Linked DNA regions of Triticum aestivum: region 1 is linked to region 2. A link is a contact called in public Hi-C data. All regions are on one chromosome and are shown on one strand. Each heading gives the region's core, a stretch centred on a gene start, on an enhancer-like site or on the middle of the called end of the contact. The rest is flanking DNA. Distances are from core to core; before and after follow the strand shown. Region 1 holds the start of LOC123054260 (nudix hydrolase 8). Region 2 holds the start of LOC123054255.

The links. Hi-C and Micro-C count contacts between places; a contact is called where the count stands out from the background.
Region 1: a contact with region 2 is called in a Hi-C map of leaf, with 3 times the contacts expected there. The contact joins the promoter of LOC123054260 here to the promoter of LOC123054255 in region 2. A contact is called at or near these places in 2 of 5 Hi-C or Micro-C datasets (both in leaf).

What each region holds. Positions count from the first base shown.
Region 1 is chr2D:530,459,447-530,462,680 of IWGSC CS RefSeq v2.1, forward strand. LOC123054260 (nudix hydrolase 8) reads right to left here and starts at 1,502. Exons shown (of 9, transcript XM_044477990.1): 1 at 1,207-1,502; 2 at 825-1,102; 3 at 609-674; 4 at 345-482; 5 at 166-243; 6 at 23-73. The coding sequence starts at 1,327.
Region 2 is chr2D:530,048,962-530,052,398 of IWGSC CS RefSeq v2.1, forward strand. LOC123054255 reads right to left here and starts at 1,814. Exons shown (of 38, transcript XM_044477985.1): 1 at 1,513-1,814; 2 at 904-1,117; 3 at 724-819; 4 at 519-636; 5 at 259-432; 6 at 1-69. The coding sequence starts at 1,669.

The DNA of each region.
Region 1 (3,234 bases), core at 252-2,751, 410 kb after region 2:
AAGTGCTCGGTTTCTTTCTTACCCCTGTTTCTTCCTGGACCTCCCTGATGGCTCCCGTATATATTTCTTCTGACTGCAAGAGGAAGAAGAACAATTGCTTCAGTAACAGCGACATACCATGAATTACCGCCGTTGTATCGCCAACGATCTTCAGTGCGTCCTTACCTCCTGAATAAACCCCGTGGGGAGTTTCCAGACGCCATCCAACGCCCAGCCCCGATACTTCTCTTGCACCACTAGGACCTGTCAGGTTGTTCAGGGAGATGCCATTAGACACACGAACTTCCTCAGTTATTATCCCTTCTGACCGAAACCATTACTAGCACTGCGCGCGCGAGACCTACCTCCATTTGATCGTTGATCACGAAGCCCCCGACGCCGACCTGATGAGAAGCGTTCGCTGGGAGCAGAGACGGCTCGTCGGGGATCCAGTACGTCAGCATCAAGTAGGCCTCCTCCGCGTGGTGGTACTTGAATCCTTCCTGCACAAAGATTTAGGGAAATAGCATCAGTTCAGTGAAGTACGGATATTTTATCACCAGGTTCAGACAACTGATTTCAGTGGCTAGTAAAGAGGAAGAGCAATACAACTACAGAAGTATTCTTACCTTGACTGCTATGGGAACAAACTCAGATCGGTCCACTGGCAATTTCAGCCACACCCCTTTCTTTCCCTGCAGCAAGAATCACGGCGCATGTAAATAACAGAACCAAGTGACAGTGAGTTGCTGATGCATTTCAGTATCGCAGTGAACAGTTCATAAATTACTGAACTGGAGTATTTCAAACCCCCATTTTTTGTCCCTCTCGATGTGTGCACGTACCACGGACTGCCAGTAGGAGAGGGACGCCGCGAGCGACCGGGCGAAGGCGGCCTCGTCGGACGGCAGCCTGTCGGCGTCGACGACGACCCCGCCGTACTCGTCCTCGGAGGCCTCCAGCACGAAGTTGTTCTCCAGGGTGGTCCACCAATGGTGGCCGGTGGAGTCGGGCAAGTTGACGCCCATCCACTCGGGCTCGCTCCGGAACAGCTTCCTCCGCGCCGCCGACCTCACCCCGCTCAGCATCCGGCCGATGGAGTAGGACGCGCTCACCCCGTGCTCTGCACAGCAGCAACACAGCGAGTGAGCTCACGCGATTCAGGCATAAAACTACGCACATAGGCGGTGACTGGCTGACGGAGTGACAGATAGGAGCCGGCCGTACCTCTGGATGAGCTGGAGCAGTTGAAGAACCTCATGGTGTTTCCGGCGCTGCCGCGGCGGCGCCCGCCCGCCGTCGAGCAGAGGGCGGCGGCGGCCGTGTCGACCAAGCTGCAGCTCTCCATCGCTGGCAAGTGGTGGCTCGACCAATCCCTTCCCTCCGGACTGAGATCAAAGACAAAGCGCCACCCAAGTTGCAGTGCTATCACGAGCGATGCTACCGTTGCGCGTGTGAGTATGAACTGATACGGCGTGCGTGCCTTGCGATGTCCGAGGGCGAATGGCTGAGCTCCACAGAGCGGCCGAGGAGCTTATAAAAATATCGGCCCAGGGGGGTCCACGTCACTGTCACGGGGATAAGGGGCCACGCCGATGGCATGGGGATATTCGCGCGCCGGCTCAGAGTTACCGCCCTGCGGCACAAGGCAGATAGATGGCCTCACTCTAATCCGATTGTTATCATTAGGAGTAGTTCCTTCGCAGTTACAACTACGGAAGAGAACAAAAGCACGGTGTACTAAACTAACTTGACGACAGTGTGCAGGAGAAAAGACATGGAGAAGCAGAACCCAGAGTGCCAGACGCATGTGGGTGCTGAAAATGCTGTCTGGCCGGTGGTGGACGGGTGGGTGTGACGAGGACCCGCAATGCGGGACGCATCAACTAACATAAGCAATGCCGTGATCACTGGCTAATCGCTCGTCACGCCTGTGGTGTCAGCTTTATTGATTGATTTATTTTAGTGGTCGCAATTAGTTAGGTCTCCGTGGGACGCGCGCCCCGTTCCTGTCTGCCTCTGTCTGTGCCGCGTGACTGGGCTCCGCGTCGGAGGGATTGAACTCGAGCTGAACGAACTAGTGCAAATTTCCTCATCCAGATATCCTCATCATGATTGTCTCGGTCATGATGGTGTCCTCCTTGGCTCGCAACTCGTCAGAGACAACTGATTTTTTAGATATTTTATTTTCTTCAAGCAACAGTCTGAAGAAAAGCAGCAGAAGATTTTTCTCCCTTCGTAGCGATATAGAGTGCAACCGGTTTGGCTGGTTCGCGCGTTCCGCACGTGACGGATAGCGCCGTGGCCGTGTGTTCGGGCGGGGAACTCGTTGGGTTTGGATTGGGCGGATTACGTGGAGACAGGTGGTGCCGCGCGGCCTGCGGGGCACACGAAAGGTACGGAAACTCTGGACGGGTCTAGAAGGCGACGCCGGCGCCGTGAACGCGCGCTCGCCAACGCGGCAACACGTGGGAACGGCCCGGGCTGCTCCGGGAACGGAGGAGCAGGCCGCCGCCTTAGACGCGTCGCCCGCGCGCGTCTCCGGCGGCCATGCGCGCGACGTGCCGAGCGCTGCTGGACCGTCGGGTCCGGGTCGGCTCAGTCTACTAGTGGGCGCTGTGTGCGTTGCGGGCTCCGAGTTCCCATGCATGCATGAGCCGAGGTGGCTGCGCTGCGAGCCACAGACCTCGGTGGTGTTCTGTTTCAGCCCGTCGTTGCTGCATGCCGCCTGCAGGGGCCACCGTGTTCTTATGGATCACGAGCATGCTTTTTTGCTTTTTTTTCTTTTCTTTTACGGTTTCTATTTTCCTGTTTTGTTAATGCCACAATGCCATGCTCCGTGCCTCCCTCCATTCCGTTCTGTTAGGTAGCTAGCTAGGTACTCCCTCTACTGACTTCCAATCTATTCATCTCCTTGAATTAGTCTTTTACCCCGCTTTATTGATAAAGTAATATCCATACAACAGTCCAGATAGTAAACACAACGGCTGGAGTCACAGTATAATCAAACCCAAGAAAAGAAAAAATAAACAGGAAAGGCCCCCGAGTGGCAAACGACGAAGCATCCCTAAGAGGCGGACAAGCGGCGCGCTGAATTCAGAAGTGCATCCAACATAAGTCCAATGTGATCACAGTCCGACTGCCTAGCAAGCGGATGCCAGAGCTGCAAGAACATAAGAAATTTAAAGAACGAGTCAGAAGTCTGTCGCGGGAAGATTCGTTCAATCATCATCTTATTGCGAGTCTTTTAAAAGG
Region 2 (3,437 bases), core at 564-3,063:
GTCTTGAACAAGTTTTGGTGCCAGTGTTGCTCGTGTTGCCAGTACTCCAACAATCATCAGAGCGCCAGCCTGGTTATAAAAGAACCCATCACAATGATATAGCTTAAAGAGCATAAGGTGGATTTCAGAAAATATAAAAAATTAGTATGCAGACTTCATTTTTATTTAGCATTGTAATCGTAATGAATAGCTAAACAAACATTGAGATGTCAATTTTGCATAAATGGATAACATAAGTTACACATCTTTCAAGCCAACCTTATAATCTCGATCTGCCCCAATATCAGGATTAAGGGAGTCGAACACATATCCCACCACCCTCTGCACTATATTTGAATCAAGCTTGGGGATAGCTCCCAAGCACTCCACAATTACTGCAGTGCAAAAGCACACCACTGTCCTTGAATGAAGGAAACCCTTTTTTGGTGCCGCCTGGTAATGGATAAAAACATCAAGCACAAACCTTCAAAAGCAATGGATAATCCTACTACAACAAAAAATAAGGCAGCCCAACTTACATAGTTGGAAAAGGTCTCCAGCAAAGAAGTATCACGGATGCACTGCTGTACTAGAACACTCCTGGGCGGGGGTGCACCCGAGGATTTCACACCATCAAGAAAGGTCCACTTACTATTCCTGAACGCACAAAATCAACCAAGCACTGAGTGAATTGAAAAGATGAAGGGAACAAACCAAGCATAAACCAGGACCTCTGACACTCACCCTAAGTTGACCAACTGCACAATCCGAACAAACGCATGTGTATCATGGTACGGCAATGCACACAGCAGCAACTCATCCACGTTGTAGACATGCACCCTGCATGAACATTTCCGTCAGATACAGAAGAACGGGCTAGAGCTCGCGGGGAGGGATGAATTGTAGCTAAAGGTTGGTACATACAGGTATCGGCGGATAAGGTACTCGAGCGTCTTGAGGGCAGCTGGAAGCTGCAGATAGCCAGCTAGAAGGCGGAGGTAGGAGGAGATGGACTTGTTTAGCTTGTCATTTTCCTTTTGAGTTTGCTGCTCACGGTTGACCTCAAGGCTAGTCTGGCTGAATAGCGTGCTACTGTACCTCGCAAACCTCTCGTCCACACCAGTAAGATGCTCCAAACCTACATATCACAATTCGAGTCAATTACTGCAAGGGAACATAAACGTGTGTGCAAGTCCTCCATATGCGAAACTAGCGTAGCTTGATGTGAAAGTTAGAAGAATTCTGAAAATTTTCAGGAGTAGCTCTGATGTACATAGTGCAGTGCAGTGTACTCTATCAGCTGACGAATCACGGATAAATTCCTAGGGGCTAGGGTGACCATGGGGCAATTATTTGGAATAACCAAGGAGCCTAACGACCATATCGAAAAATGGTTGGTAATACGCGCTTGAACTAGCGAACAAATATACCAAGGTAGTGTTGTTCAAGTGAACAGGGAGCTACGGAAACATGATGTCAAAGGAACAGTATGCTTAGATCGATAGAGGTGTTCGTCGGGTGAGGGGTGGGCACCAGAGAGGGCGATGGGGAGGATGGCGCGGAGGTCGATGTCGGCGGCCTCCTTGGCGTCGAAGAGCACGGACGGCCGGGTGATGGGCCGGCGAGTCGACTCCGGCGTGGAGCCGAGGGCCGACTTGATGGCCTGCAGCTGCGACGCGATCGAAGCCATCGCCTGCGGTATGGGGGTGGCGTCGCGGTCGCCGCCGCCGCCGCCGCCGCTAAACCCTAATAAAACCCTGCGCGGCGGGAGGGGAGAGGAGAGGAGAGGCGGCGCCGAGCAGGTTGGGGAGGGAGGGATGTACGCAGCACTCAGCAACGAAGCGGTCGGTTTTGTGGTGGTGCGCAAAGCGAGAAGGTCATGGGCCGGGTCACGCCGTCACGGAGGAAGCCCATCTCAATGCCGTCCGCGAGGCCCGGTTAGCTTTATTTTTATTTTTTTGAGCAAAGGCAGCTGTTCCCGGCATTTTCTCAAAAAAAAAAACTGTTCCCACTTGGCCACTTCCCAGCATTTGCTCAAAAAAAAAACTGTTCCCAGCAGCGGGCAAAAAAATCTAATTAAATCGGTATGGCAAGCTGTTCCGGTTTTCTCAATGTCATGCTTTAAGTTGCCAAGGGTTCTGTGTGAAAAAAATGGATAAGCTTATTTGTCAGTTCTTCTGGGGAAACAGAGAGGGGTAGAGAAAACCACATTGGGTTTCTTGGAGATCTATGACTCAACCGAAGAAATGTGGCGGCTTGGGGTTTAGGGACCTCGAGCTCTTGAACTTAGCTTTGTTGGCTCAGCAATCATGGCGCCTTCTCACCGTGCTTGAATCTCTTTGTGCCCGGTTGCTCAAGGCCGTCTGCTGTCCAAGTGTTGACATTCTCAATGCCGACCTAGGGTCTCACCCATTTCAAGTGTGGAGGTCTATCTTGGAGGGTAGAGATGCACTCTTACATGGCTTCATTGGGCGCATCGGTGACGGCACAACCACGAGGGTATGAACGAAAAACTGGATCCTGAGAGACGCATCGATGAGACTAGTTGCTTGTCTGGCTAGCGATCCTCCTATATTTATCAGTGACCTGATTGACAACACTTCGGCTGTGTGGAGAGATAATAAGTTGCAACATATTTTCTCCCCTACAATGCTCAGGCGATAAAGAACACTCCCCTTTGCACAACTCCATTGACTGATTTCTGGGCATGGCAATTTGAAAAGAAAGCATAGTTTTCTGGTAGATCGACATACTGCATGTTGGTCAGTATAAGAAAATGTAGGGGTGATTTGTTGGGTCAGAGAGGAGCTACTTCTAGTGGCGTGGCATAAGAGAATAGTTGGAAATCTTTATGGAACACCCAGGCTCTCTGTAACTTCAGAGCCTTATTTTGGAGGATGGCAAAACACTCACTTCCGTCAAAGGATGTGTGTCACCATAGGAAGATGTGCGACACGGATATTTGCCAAATTTGTGGTGGTGCTGATTCTTGGAGGCATTCTTTGATAGACTGCACTGTTGTGTGATGTGTTTATGTGTTGGGCGACAAAGAATTGATTGGGCACATTTGTTGAGTCACATGAACCCAATGTGAAGCTTTGGCTCTTTAACATGATGGAATCGTTATGGCATGCGGACTTCGTGAAGATGACCGTGACCCTTTGGGCAGTGTGGACATCACGAAGAAAAGCAATGCATGAGGCCAGTTACCAAAGTCCGACGTCGACTCGCCTCTTCATAGAAAGATTCATCAGTGAGTTGGATAGCCCAAAAAGGATCACCAGTACCGCCATGCCGGGGAGACGCGCTCATGCAACACATCAAATGCTTGGAAGCCTCTTCCGAACGACCACACAAAGATTTATGTAGATGGTGGACTATTTCACGATGGTTGTGTGGGTGCAGCTGCGGCAGTGTGCAGAGATGAACAAGATAATTACCTCATATCTTCTGCGGTC